Linked DNA regions of Drosophila melanogaster: all the other regions are linked to region 3. The links are chromatin contacts, called in public Hi-C maps. All regions are on one chromosome and are shown on one strand. The core of a region is the stretch at or near the end of the contact, and the rest is flanking DNA. Distances in the headings are between cores, read along the strand shown. Region 1 holds the start of lncRNA:CR44562 (long non-coding RNA:CR44562). Region 2 holds the start of CG45071. Region 3 holds the start of CrebA (Cyclic-AMP response element binding protein A). Region 4 holds the start of Tollo (tollo).

Region 1 (3,468 bases), core at 964-3,463, 340 kb before region 3:
TTATTGTTTGTCATACGCTTTGAAATTGCGCTTTAAATTTTGCACCGCTTCTTGCAGCTCGCAAGTTGCAACAATTACATGGCCATGGCCATGAGGCCACTGCCATTGTTATCTTACCACTTTTTTTTTATTCCTTTTTTCAGTTTTTGCATGGTTAGTGTGGATGGGATGGCAGGGTTTCATTTCGCTTTTCGCAAAACCCCTTTGGAAGCCCCGCGCTATTGACTATTTTTTTTCGCGCTTAAGTTGTCGTCGTCGTTATATTCCTTCCTGTCTGTCAGTCGCTGAATTCCTGAGCCGGTCCCCAACTTCAACTCCATCTCTTGTCGTTCGTCGTTCTGTGATTTATAAAAGCACGGACGACGACTCGGCGGAGCTGGAATGATTCTTCGACGCTGGGCCCCCGACAGAATTTGCAGCTCCACGGCGAGCGAAAGAGATGGGGCGACTGCGAGCGAAAGAGACGGCCAGAAACATGAAGAAGCTTTTAACGAACTCTTTTCATTTGTACTTTGGTACGTAGTATGATGACATGGTTTTTTTTTTATTTTAACCCGCTCTCCACTTCTTTGAATGCCCTACGATGGGGTATAAAAACCAGGTAATTGAGCTTGGGAAAGGAACTAGAGATGCTGGGCAGCTTTTTATAACATTTAAATGGGCATTTGTCTTTTTTAAGGATTCATTTGGAGTTCTTGATCGTTTCGGTTGCTTAATAATTTCCTGCCTTCGTTTCATATGGTCATTGGGTCACAGATTATGCTAATATCATTCCTGTTCCTAAAAACTTTAGTAGCATACCCATATATCTTAAAATATTTTCAAAAATGTAATATTTTTTTTTTAAAGCCAGGTACACTATGCCTTTGGTTCTGCATCAAGAGTATTCAAACATGTTTTGCATTCTCAAAAAACACTTCTCTTATCGTTTCCTCTGCTTTTGGTTATGCATATGTATCGTCTCTTAGGATCGTTCGATTCGGAATTTCTTTTGCCGTTTTCCTTGATTTCTTCCAGGTTGGTTGTATTAAAATTTTGCTAAGCTCAAATTTGTGTGTGTGGAGATTGAGTGTGTGGGGGTTCGGGGTCTGGGTCTTCAGATGCCTACGACTCTGCTCCTTGACGAGAGGTTCCTGGGCCCCCGAGTTCCCAGTTCTCAGTTCCCAGTTCCCGCTTACCAGATCCCAGTTCCCAGTTTTCAGTTCCCAGTTGTCGGTTTGTCTGGCGGCATCGACAGCGACATATCGACATCGGACTGGGTGCATCGGTGAGTTGAAGAAGTGATGACAACAACGACGTATGAGCACCCGGGTTTGTGCCGCATTTAAATTTCAAATTGGTTCGTTAACATGAAGTTAACATATCTGCTAATTGCTGATTGCCAAAGTCGCTCGCTGCCAGAGACCCAGACCCAAAGAGGAAGCTCCGTTGCGAACCGTACCGTACCGCACTGAATGGAACCCGAACCCCAGCCAGAGCCAGAGCTCCAAAGATCCGAGGGGGGAGCAGCTGCCCAGATGCCCAGATACTCGTATTCGGTTAGCAGCTACCAATGTAGTCCGGGGCAGTATCTTGATGCCTCTGTGCAGGCAACGGCAGCATCCCATCCTCAACGGTAACAAGTTGAAGCACAATGCTGGGGCTTCCCAACTATAAGATACCTGGTACAAAATTCTTGAGTAAGAGAAAGAGATTGACACTACTGTTATGTACATACATTGCATACTGCCAAAGAGAAATATAGCTCTAAACCGTTTTCTAAATATTGAATACCATCATTTGTTTCACTAACACTAATTTACAAAAAAAAAATGTTTAGTTTATTTGTTATGTTTTTTGTTAGGAAGATTGTTTTACGTACACAAGCTCAAGTTGCAATCAGTAATAGCGAATGTATTCAAGAAACACATAGAAAGCGACTATTCGTGCGTTAACATCAATCAATTAGGCATTAATCAAGTATACTCAGTAGTAATTTAAAACTAGTGGGTATAGTCAAAACAGAATGAACCAAAGGCATCCAACAGACAGCAGCAACAACAAGTGTGGCAGGTATATTGCAGTCGGCTGCACCGGCGTCCTCCTCGAAATAAGCGTATCTAATAGATACTTGCACACGCAGTGGAAACTGCAAAAGTAGCAAACATCAGCATCTCATCCCATCCCCAGAAGCTTTTCCTTTCCTGCCTTTCTTATGGAAATTTGATGTTGTTGGAAAGTTAAGTTCATTAAGTGTTAGTATTTGAACCTCTGGCAGACAGCCTTGCCATCGATACCAATCTGCGAAGCCCCTGCATCCCCATCGTCTCCGCTCCTCATTTTGGCTGCAACTGCTGATGATGAGCAAATTCAAGTGTTCTTGACCAGCCCCAGGGTGTTTGGACTTGGCCCGATCCGTTTTGTTGGCCTCCACTTGCAGCTACTAGATTTTTGGGCATTTGGTCATTCGGGAACACACGCACGCAGCGCAGCGCAGACACCTTTGATAAGCCTACGATTGGGATTGGGGCTCATACGACGCCCATGGGTGGGTTTTCAACTGTGAACATGAAGCAGGGGGTTGGGGCACCTGGAAAAGTGTATTGGAAATTAACTGACACAACTCGGGATCCCGGAAGGGGGTTCATATCGAATGTAGCCAAGAAATGAGCACGAGACAGAAGCCTCCTTGTGGCATTCAACTCATGTGTCTGCCAAGTTTTGGAAAATCCCAAAAAGTGGCTTCTTTGGCGGAAAAACAAGTTTTGCATAATTTCCAGATTGGCTTCACCGATTGTTGTTTAATTAAGGAAGATACTAACAAATAAAATGGGTTAGAATTTCTAACTAATTAATAGTTCATTAAAAATTTATAAATAATTATTTCTGTGTTATTTGGGTTGTCCGTAACAACTAAACGTATTGTTAAGCTCTAAAAGATCATTGCTACTTTAATGAGGTTTCTATAGATGTGTTCAAAACAAAACCATAAGAATGCCATTTGAATTTATTTGGGCATCTTCCGCTTCATTTAGGAAGCGTTAAATTTCATGGGAATGTGACTCTTCACTTCAATGTCAGCATAATCGATTCGCTTCCTGATTTCACCAGAAACCCGCCGAATTTCGACGCAAAAACCATCTGTCAGTCGGCGCTCATCCTCCCCCGACTCCAAAACATATTCCCATTGGCCCATTCGACACTTCCACTAACCCAAGGCCAGCGAAAATTCGCCAAAGCCTTACAATAACAAATGGCAAAAATAACAACAGCTTCAGCAACAACAAACAAGAGCGGAGTGGGAAAAGAATTATGAAATATGCAAAGCAATAAACAATTTAAAATCAAATAAAAAGACAACTTCATATGCAACCCGAATCCGAAAATCGAAATCGATTGCAGCTTAAGCTTGGCTGGGACAGCAGCCAAAATAAAATTAAAAAAAAACACGCAGCAGGCAAAAACCAGAACAAAATAAATAAAAAATAA
Region 2 (3,403 bases), core at 285-2,784, 430 kb before region 3:
GCGTGATTTTAACGAGCCTCCTCTCTTCCGCCCGCGCCCTCACCAGCACCCGCTCCCCTTACACCCCGCTCTCGCTCTCTTCATGGTTTATGCTTTTCGCTCGCTAGCTCGCTCGCTTCCGCGCGTCGATTGTTGTTGGCTGAGCATGCAGTAGGCAGCCAGGCAGGCAGGACAGGAAGAGCGAAGGAAGAGTGAGGAAGCACGGCTGGAGGAGAGCAGGCCACCGGCTCCACCTCACACAGACAGCTCGGCTGGCTCTCTCTCGCATGTGTTTGTGTGGCCGTGCGGCTCTGGGTGAGTGTGTTGGTGTGCGTGTGCTGGATAGCCGGCAATAATATGCCCAAAAGCAGCAGAAGCAAAAGCAACAACACGGGGAGCCAGAAGCGAGCAGAGCGAAGCAAATGGCGGCGGCCGTTTTTAGCGTTTGTGCGCGCTTCTCCACCTCCCTCTGGCTCGCACTCTCCTCCCCCTCCCCTATCATCACCGCATACACATGCACATTCACACATTGTGTACGTATGTATGTGTGTCGCGCCGGCAAAAGCAAAAGCAAAAGCTTGTGGCGTGGCTTTGGCTCTCGCCTGAAACTGAACTTAACTGCCAGCCTGCTGACTGCTCTGCCCCACTGCCCCTCCCACCTACACTCCGCCCATTGGAGGCCTGCGCCTCCTCGCTGGCGTTTTTTGCGTTTCAGTGTGCGCTTCTCATGCCCTCTCTTCTACGGAGGGTATTGCCAGTTCGACGAGTGGTTGGTTGGACAGTCGGTTGCGAGAAGAATACTAGGATTTCATCTTCCACCTAACATCGTTTAACTGCGTAAATTCTTCACATGATACTTTTCATTGCTTCAGATTAATAGATTGATTTTCTCATATACATACATACATAGCTAAAGACCCTAACGCTACTGATATGCATTCTTATATTCAAGGCAAGAGTATCATCATTTTCGTTCTCTTTAGAAGGCCTTTAGGACTTTTTTGTTTTTTTTTTTTCATATTATTTTGCCTGCCTGCTGCTGCTGGTGGCTGTTGGCTGTTTGGCTGGCGTCGTTTCAGCTGCCGCCGCTAGTTGGCACGTTTTGTTGGCTGGCTGGCTGGTGGCTCTGGCTGGCTCGCTTGGCTTTTGGGGGGCTTGTGGACCTGGCCGGGGATTCGAATTTGGAGTGGGAACGGTAGGGAGAGCGGGAGTGGGAATGGAAATGGGACTGCTACGACTGCGACTGGGCCTGGGCCTGAACACGGCCTGCTGGCTGACTGGCTGGCTCATGGCTCATGGCTCTCGGCCTGATGGCGGATGGCTTGACTGCAGCCTGTCGCAGTGGCAAATAGCCGATGGGTCAGAGGGAGGTGGGGAGCGAGAGAGTGTGAGAAAGGGGGAGGGGTCGGGGCAGGGGCAGAGCGGTCTGTGTGCGGCAGCGGTGGCGGCGCGTCAACGGCAGCAAAGGCAAAAGCAACAGCAACAACGCTGCGACAGCCAGCAGCAGCAGCAGAAGCAGCGGCGCTTCGCACTTTGCTCTGCTGAATTTTCAATTTCAGTTGTAAGCTGACTGCAATCAGCAGTGGTTCGCATTTTGGTTCGGGAATTCGCAATTCCGCATTTCGGCTTCTCGACTTTTCATTCGCGCTCGTGGAAAACGCTCTCGGGACATAACGGAATCTACGGGCCGGCGCGGCTGACCGAGCGCAAAAAAAAACTTTTCGATTATTATAAACTTGGCGGTAACAGAAACATACACACACACACACATCCACTGATTCGCCACCCTCTGGAAACCACTCACATGTCCCGCTAGTTGCGACTCCTGGCGCGCTAATTTTTGCATATGTGTGTTAGCGAATGAGACACGCACATGTGTGTGCGTGGGTTTTATTGATTTTATAGAGGAAACTATATGGTTTATGGCCCACCCCCCTTTGAGCCCATCTTTCTTTGCTCTTCATTCCTGGGCCAATTTCAATGACAGTTTTTAGCGAGAGGGGGAGGGAGTGATGGATATTAAAGTTTGGTGAGGAAAAAGAAAGAGAATAATTTTTCCTAAAAGAGAGTGGGAGTTTGATGATAAGGAACCGATATGTGTATGATTTACAGATCAGGTGGCCTGGTAATTTGAAGCTAAGAGAAAAGATATTAGAGCTTTATAAACCGAGAAGGAGTAAATAACTTGAATGTAAATCTTCAGGAAAGGGAAAAAAACAATGAATACAGTTGAAACTTTAAAGCCTAAAAGGGAGTGAAGAAAACAAAGAGTTAATATTTAAACGCATATGCAAATGACCTAAGTTAACTTATATATGAAAAACATCCACGTTTTGCAATTGGTTTAAAATAAAAGTCCAGGTTTAAATTAAATTTAAATTCTTGAATTCTGCTTCATCCATATGTTCTTCAATTCTAAGCGTATTTCAAATTGTTTTACAGTTTTTTATATTTATGATAAGCCATAAGTAGTTTCGAGTAAGCTATCAATTTAACATGTTAATGTAACTTACCCACATTTAATGTAATCTGAACTCTCCACACTCTTCGGCTTTTCATGGGTTAAGCAAAAAGTAATCATTATTTCTTTCATTTCGATCAATACATCGCCTTTATGCAAGATCTGACCTATAAATAGTATAGTTATTCAGCCAAAGCAACTCTCTTATCTCTTGTTTCCTTGACTCTTGCTGATAAGCAGCGGGAAATCAAAATTAAGGAAATGATTTCCAAATCCCCACAGTGTTAGTCCACTTAGCTGCCAATTTCCTAGCCAAACAGCTTCCAGTTCAAAAAAAAAAAAGCATCGAGCGTGTATGTGTATGTGTAAGGCCTCATAACTTTCCACGGCGGGTCGAAACTTGTGAAATTCTTGGCTACCAGCAGAGGAGCTGTTAGTTACCCAGCTCCCAATCACCTCGACAGCAGCTGGGCCAGCTTTTCAGCCCGCTTTTCCAACCCCGATAGCCCCCTTCCCTACATTTTTCACCCTGCCCTCGCCTAACAACAACAACAGCAGTGAAACACACTGTCGCCGGCAGTTTTTGCCCATAAAAACAGCAACGGCAACGACGAAAACGAAAATTTAACGACTGCGCAACGTGACGCATTATTTGTCTGGCTTGGCTTGGCTTGGTCTTCTGGTCGGTCTCTTGTCTGCTCTGCTCTGCTCTGCCGTGCTGTGCCTGCAGCAAAGCTGTAGCTGCCGCCAGAAATTGCTTTTGCTCGCTGGAATATCCATACATACATATGTATATGTATGTCTGTGAATGTGTGTGCTTTGCGGCCTGTGCCTTCGCATCCGCTCCCCTTGCGCCCCCTGCCCCCTTCCCCTCACACAATCCAAAGTCTCCACACTCCGCACGCTGCCGTTTTTAGTATTTCGCACTCTGTGCACGGCAAACATTTTTGCATGACTGACTGA
Region 3 (3,551 bases), core at 631-3,130:
AAATTGACACCGAGAGTCAATTGATGTGAAGCCATGGAATCGATCAACTTTGACAAGATCATCTTAACCTTTTTCCCAATTAGAAAGTGTAACGAAATGTTTTTGGAAGTGAGTGCGAACAAAACGCTCTTCTCTATATCGAATACAGCGCACAAATATCTGTGTCATAATTCAGGGAAATCCACTACGACCAAACGAAAGGAGAAATCAATGTACTCAGCGACGAAAAAGAAGGGCGCACCAATGATCTGATCCCTCTCAGAGGCGTCTTGTTGGCCCAGCCAATTTACTATGTGGTGTAAGCCATATTGGGGATTTTCAAATTTGAAATTTTTAAATGAATACAATAAAATCACGTCAACAAACAAGAAATTAGTGGCCGAGAGCTGTGTGTATATTTTCAGCGGGGGTATACATGACGTGCACGGAGCACGGAGCTATAGTCATATACCTATGCCTCTCCATATGTATTACACAAGCGTTTTTGTGAAAACATCGCCGTTGTCATCGTCGTTTGTCTGCGCTGTATCTGTTGCCCGGGCAGCTTTAAACCGGATCTTTGGTTTGAAAGTACATTCACTTTGCGTCGTCGCCGTCGTCGCAGCATTGCAGCAGCAGCAGCAGCAACAGCAGCGACAGCAGCAGCAGCATAAGTCCAGGCCAGGCCCCAAAGATCCCCACAGCCATATCCATATCCATAGGCTCTGGCTCTCAAAGATCTCCGAACAAAACTCTTGGCTCCCAGCTCCGGCAAACAGCCTTCAAATGACTCGGCTTGGCCCGCCTGTGTTGGAATGGCCCGACTCTCTATGGTCTGCACATGTGCATAGTTCAAATAACTTGGTCAAGTTGACAAGATCAACGGAGCGAGTGTTACCAAGCGGCAGCAGCCAAAGTCGGGTCTGGTTGCAGAGCGGGGTACACCCCCCGTCCTATTCCATCGTGCATTCGGGCCAAATCAAATACTCGCAGCAACAACACAAAATCTATAATAAAAAACAGGTTAACAAATGTTGCCGCAACGCTGACGTCGACGCAGCCCATAGCGTCGGAAGAAACTTGTTTTCCTTTCCTATGCGGCTCCGGGTCTCAAATCTCAAATCTCGGGCCCCTGGTCTCCGATCTCCGGTCTCAAAACGACGTCAAAGCCGGCTTACGACAATCAACTTACATTCACTTCTCGAAACCCCAAAGAGCGTGAAAGTTTCACTAAGAGCACGCTTTTCGGGAGAGAGTCGGATACTATCGCATTTGGATTCGGATTCGATGCCGGCTAACCCGCATGTTACACAGTATCAAGGGTAGATTGGTGGCCAAGAACCATGGGAATACAATATTTGAAATGTATAGTACACGGCTTCAGTCTTCAGTTACAACTACCCCAAACACGTTAAGAAGTCAATAAATTCAATTAAACTATAGCAAATGTAACATAAGGTATGTGATTAGTTGACCTTTGGGAACGAAAAGCAACAACCCCAAACGTTTCCCGTAGATTAACGAATCAATAACACTATTAACACAGGATATTAGAAATACGATGTTATTTTGTAGCGATCTTTTCAAATTGAAAGAGTATATTTAGGCCATTTATTGTACCTTTTCTCTTCTCATTTTAATGAGGAAACATCAATTCATCATATCCTTAATTTAAATTTGTTATTTTTTTTATTACAAAAGTATCAATTGTTCGAGGTTTTCTGTATGAAATTCTGAAATTGCCGGCATTATAAGCGCAGAGAGAGAGAGACAAAGAGATAGACGGAAAGAGAGCGCTATACGTGCGGAAGAGAGACAAAGCGTTGTAGCGGAAAAGAGAGCGACTGAGCGGCGGCAGCGACGTCAGCAGAGGACTGACGTTTCGATTCGTTCGTTCGCATTCACAAGAATTTCACCGACATTTAGTTTAGTACCGTTTTTGGCTGCAGTCGCACTACGGACAGTTTATTCTAATTGTGTGCTACCATCCCATACATCCAAACATACAAATATTATTGCTAAAGTTAACGATATTAACTACACATATTAAATGCTATTATACACGGGCCGAGCAAAGCCATTTCTAAAGCGGTTTACTGCCCATTCACACACAAAACACATCAAAAAATTCAATTAAATCAATTGAAATCGTAATCGAGTCCAAAACACAGTACAGCGAAAAGAAAAATCAAATAAACTAAAATTATATGGTTATCAACGTTGAATCTAAACATACATATAATAACTATTTTCTATGAAAATCGAGTGTTTCGTTTCCGAATCGGGAAAAAAGTTAATAATTCAATTAATGTTAACGCCAAATATAATCCGACGAGAAAAGCGCATGCAACAAGTTAAATCCAGCCGACAGTTGTAAACCAAGTTAGATCCGTACACAGATACACCCCAAATACCACAACCAATACGAATGAATGCCCGGTATACACATACAAACGAAAAAGTCACACACACACACACACACGCAGACTATAACAATGTCAAGTGAAAACATTCTCTGGAAGCAACAGGTTTCCCCTTAATAAGTGTTATAAAGAAGCAACCAACAGTCATCACCCAGAACTGTTCTTTACGGAAAAAAAGTAAAGTAAAAAATAAAAGAGAAAGAGAGGTAGAAGAGCGCACGAGGAATAAAGAAGATAAAGTATAAAGAAAGAGAAAGAGCGGAGAAAGAGCCACTTTTCAGTCAGCAAAATCGTATAAAAATAATAGTATAATACCATAAACTACAAAAATTATAAGAAGACAGTTCTTAAGTGGGTTAAAGTAGAAAAATTAGTGTGACTGCAACCGAGTGGAACCGAATTAAACCATACCACACCATCCCCGAACCGCAATAAAAAAAAAACAACTAAAAGAGTTCTTAGAGCGCATCTGACTAGCGCCAACCATGGAATTCTACGATGGCGACCTCAAAGATATATGGGACTCCGACTTAGATCCGGTAAGTGTTCAAATTACCACTCCCGAGCACAATTAAAAATGCGAAAAGCAACTTGTACCCCCATATTATATCAGTCAGAACAGAACCATTGATACTTGAGAGCTTTTATTACAGCAGGTATGCTTGATATGGGCTATACGAGTATGTGAAAGTTAAAGCCGACAACTCGAACGCAACGATAAGAAAATGTCCGAGATATACATTGGTAGCTCTTATATGTATATTATAGCTCACTAAATTTTATGTGGCAATGCCCCAACTAAACTTGGTGAACTCCTTGAACTTCGATCTTTGACTACAGAGACATCTTCAATACGATTATTAAGTCATTTCGGTGTACATTTTAAACATGCAAGAGTCGTGCTTCCACGAAACGAAATTGCATTTTAAAAAATCTAAAGAAAAACACTTTAATGACCCACATTAAGCTTATCAGTTGGGGAGAAAAAACGTGAACTTATTCATGAGCTGAATTCTAAGTATGATGATCGATTTGAGAAAAGGAAAATGAAGAAACGAATTTCGATCTCCAGGGTCCCACGGAATTTAGCCAGTTTTCTTTTCTTTCTCTGCATATTAAGTGGTTCGCATTTATATGTATATGTATGCG
Region 4 (3,540 bases), core at 812-3,311, 300 kb before region 3:
TTAACTATATAATATTTTATGGATATTTTGTTAAATATTTTAAAATCTCTGATACCAAACTGATGTTTTTATATCTAAACGAAGTCTTATTAAACTAAACTTTAGCTTATAAAGTTACTGATCTAAGCTTTTTAAGAACTGTCTATTAACAATTATATTTTATATATTTCGCTTAGTCAGGATTTTACTTTCGAAAAGCTTAAATTAAATTAGAAGACTTTTCGGATCATTAAATTCTCAGCTTTTTTGAATAAGCTTCCGATTGATTATAAAACACTTGTTGCACTTATTTTTTCGAACCCAGCTGTTTGTGTGTTCTGTTTAATCCGGTAGCGATCTGTTTTGCTTGGCGCATTGTTTTGGGAAAGTTTGAAAGTGCGGTTACAGCATATGGGCAGCCAGATCATGCGAAAAAATATATCAGATTTGGACTCGTACTCATACTTGTATTCGGACCCCTTCGAACTTTAGGTCGGCTCCATCTGCGGCTCAGCCACCGCCACCTCATAATGAGTAAGCCCCCCGAGTTTGAGATCTCCCCGACAAATCTCGATTGCCCGGCCAGCCGGTCCGGTTCGGTATTGAAGAAAAATACCAACGGTCCGAGTTCGAGTCCCAGCCCCAATCCAATCCCACCAACTGCTGCGGCTGCTCTCATAAATCAAGAAAAATCAGTCAATTTTTTTGTGGGTTCGCGTGTGTGAGTGTGCGCCTATATCAAACTGACATTGGCTGAATTAACAATTGATTTCAATAATTTTTTATGATTATTCTCTGCTTTTTTTTCGTCTCGTTTTCGGTTTTTGTGGCTGTCTGCAAGGCAAGCAAAGAAAAGCCGAAGATCAGCCGCCACTTGCACTCGAATCCGTCGATTCAGCAAATCGGTTCTCTTTCGTTTCTCTCAACGGATATATCTCATCTGCTGAATATGGAAAAACACTCAATTGCGCTGAGTACTCAACGCTCAGCTGGGTTTTCGTGGAGTAGAACTCGTCTAACCGGTGTGACGAGTGTCAATGTCTCATTGGAATTGAAATTGTTTGCTCGGCTTTGACGCTCAGCGGAACCGACAGGCGGGAAACGGCGGGGAGGCACATAGTGCGCACAGTGGGCCCAAATCGGCAAGGTGCCAGCTGTGGGTGTGAACCTGCTGGGACGGGGAGTTATTGTCCAAAGATCAAGGTTGTTTTGGCGTGACAAATATTTGAGGTGTGGACTAATTTGATTTGTATTTAAAGCCACGACACCGGAAATCGTATAAGATAACTGCAGAGGTCCTTCCTTAGATTGTTTGTCCGTATCGAATTGGTATTTGAATTTATTTCCTATTTTCATACTATATACAATTTTAAACATTATTATATTATAATAATAATAATATTTAATTCTAATTTATAATTAAACATTATTCATGAGTCAAATGACCTTTATTCTCCAGAAGTATAAGTTGTGGATTCTTTTATTCCTATACTTTTGAATAACTGCTTTGAAATTTTCTTTGTGGATTACAGTGCCGCACTTGTTACATATTTCATATTATTTAATAGTTGTCCCATCCATCTACTTCTCTAGGGAACTTTTTTTATCAGATCGGGAGATCGCTATACAGATCTAGCATATCGATTTACCTATTCCTTCCGTCGGCATCCTTGACCCTAAAGTATTGCAGATTTGGAATATCCTTGGTCTTAAAATTACACATGTTTCTGTAGACTAATATCACCTGCCCATCTCCCGCGATCTCACTTCCTCACATCTTCCATCTTTGCTTTGCTTTGTTGCAAAACCCCATGCTAATTCTACCTGCCCACCGAGTGCAATTCGTTGCTATTCGGCCCACTGTGCACTGTGGGCCATTACGTGCAATGCGTTTGCGTTCGGATTGCATAGTTTTGTTTACTCGATCGCATCTCGCTCTAGTTCCTTGGTTCTGTGTGCGTGCTCAATGAGTGCTCACTTACTCATTTACTCAGGTACTCAGCTACTCACTCACATAGTCACTCAGGCGGATGAGTGATTTTCAGCGGCACTTGCTGCTGGCTGAAAACCGGAGAGAGCGATCAGTTTTTGAGTTGACTTCGAGCCGAGCGGACGCGCGTTTGTCGTTCAGCGGATGAAATAGAAAAAAGAAGAAGTATCGCTTCGAGAAAAATTGGAACACAATTTATCAATCGCGCTATCGCACCCCCCACTTGGATTACGGTCAACGCGAAACAACTGCAAAGCAATAAAATTAAGATATAGAAATCGAAAAACGAATGCAACCGAAATCAAAAGATATAAGAAGATAAAGAAAATTACATAGCCAGCGGGAAGAAACAAGAAAATCGTTTTAGATCAAGCATTAAATCGGTTGATGTGGTGTTGTTGTGAAAAGTGGCGATTGTGCAAAGCTGCGCTATAAAACCAAACAAAAAACAAAATAATTTAAAAAATCCCAAATAAGCACACACACAAAATGGGCGAAAAATAGAACGAGCAGTGAAAGACCAAAAGAAGCCCCTCATAACCTCCCCGATTAACCAAAATCGAAACCCCATTCGAAGTTTAGGAACCACCAAAAATGCTGGCCACCACCCACATGCTGTACGTGCTGATTGCCACCTGTGTAATACCCATTTTCGGGGCAGCCCTCAGCAAGACGGTGTTGTACCAGGCTCCCGATGAGTGCCGCTGGTCCGGCGGCGGGGAGCATGACATCACTCTGGTCTGTCACCTGAGGACCATCAACTCGGAGCTGGAGAACACCAACTTTAGCGTGATCCAGCCGCAGAACACGGTGCGCCTGCGTCTGGAGTGCAACGATGCCCTGTTCTTCCAGAGCAGTCTGAGTCCGGATAGCTTCAGATCGCTGGTGGAACTCAGGGATCTCACCATCGAGTACTGCAAGCTGGGCAATCTCACGGATGGATCTTTCCGTGGTCTGCAGGAGCTGCGAAACCTCACGATTCGCACGCACAATGGCGATTGGTCCACAATGTCGCTGGAGATGGCATCCAATAGCTTCGTGGAGTTCCGCCAGCTGGAGCGTTTGGATCTGAGTCTCAACAACATCTGGCTGATACCGGATGGCATGGTGTGCCCCCTGAAATCCCTGCAGCACCTGAATGCTTCGTACAACAAAATTCAGGACATCAGCAACTTTTACTTCAGTGCCTCGCTCAGTTCGCGGAAGGCACGAGTTTGCGGCTCCACACTGCAAAGTTTGGATCTGAGTGCCAACAAGATGGTCAGCTTGCCCACGGCAATGTTATCGGCTCTGGGCCGACTGACCCATCTGAATATGGCCAAGAACAGTATGAGTTTTCTGGCCGATCGCGCCTTCGAGGGTCTTCTTTCGCTGAGGGTTGTGGATCTTTCGGCGAACCGATTGACCTCTTTGCCGCCAGAGCTCTTCGCGGAGACCAAACAACTGCAGGAAATTTACTTGAGGAACAATTCCATCAATGTACTGGCCCCAGGAATCTTCGGAGAGTTGGCTGAACTTTTAGTTCTCGACTTGGCAAGCAACGAACTGAATTCCCAGTGGATCAATGCTGC

What was found. A called contact is a pair of places that touch in the nucleus more often than the background predicts.
Region 1: a Hi-C map of the OSC cell line shows a contact between it and region 3, with 4 times the contacts expected there. A contact is called at or near these places in 3 of 107 Hi-C or Micro-C datasets (the OSC cell line, embryonic mesoderm and wing imaginal disc).
Region 2: a Hi-C map of the Kc167 cell line shows a contact between it and region 3, with 3 times the contacts expected there. A contact is called at or near these places in 4 of 107 Hi-C or Micro-C datasets (the D17-c3 cell line, the Kc167 cell line, eye imaginal disc and 1 more).
Region 4: a contact with region 3 is called in a Hi-C map of the Kc167 cell line, with 2.7 times the contacts expected there. A contact is called at or near these places in 3 of 107 Hi-C or Micro-C datasets (the Kc167 cell line, the ML-DmBG3-c2 cell line and wing imaginal disc).

Annotation. Positions count from the first base shown.
Region 1 is chr3L:15,188,227-15,191,694 of dm6, forward strand. lncRNA:CR44562 (long non-coding RNA:CR44562) reads left to right here and starts at 2,214. Exons shown (of 1, transcript NR_124945.1): 1 at 2,214-2,772.
Region 2 is chr3L:15,104,348-15,107,750 of dm6, forward strand. It overlaps CG45071, which reads left to right and starts at 1,535. Exons shown (of 4, transcript NM_168607.2): 1 at 1,535-1,721. All of the region lies in intron 1 of Ctps (CTP synthase), which reads left to right.
Region 3 is chr3L:15,533,515-15,537,065 of dm6, forward strand. It overlaps CrebA (Cyclic-AMP response element binding protein A), which reads left to right and starts at 1,881. Exons shown (of 6, transcript NM_206374.2): 1 at 1,881-2,941. The coding sequence starts at 2,888.
Region 4 is chr3L:15,233,558-15,237,097 of dm6, forward strand. Tollo (tollo) reads left to right here and starts at 2,062. Exons shown (of 1, transcript NM_080018.2): 1 at 2,062-3,540. The coding sequence starts at 2,564.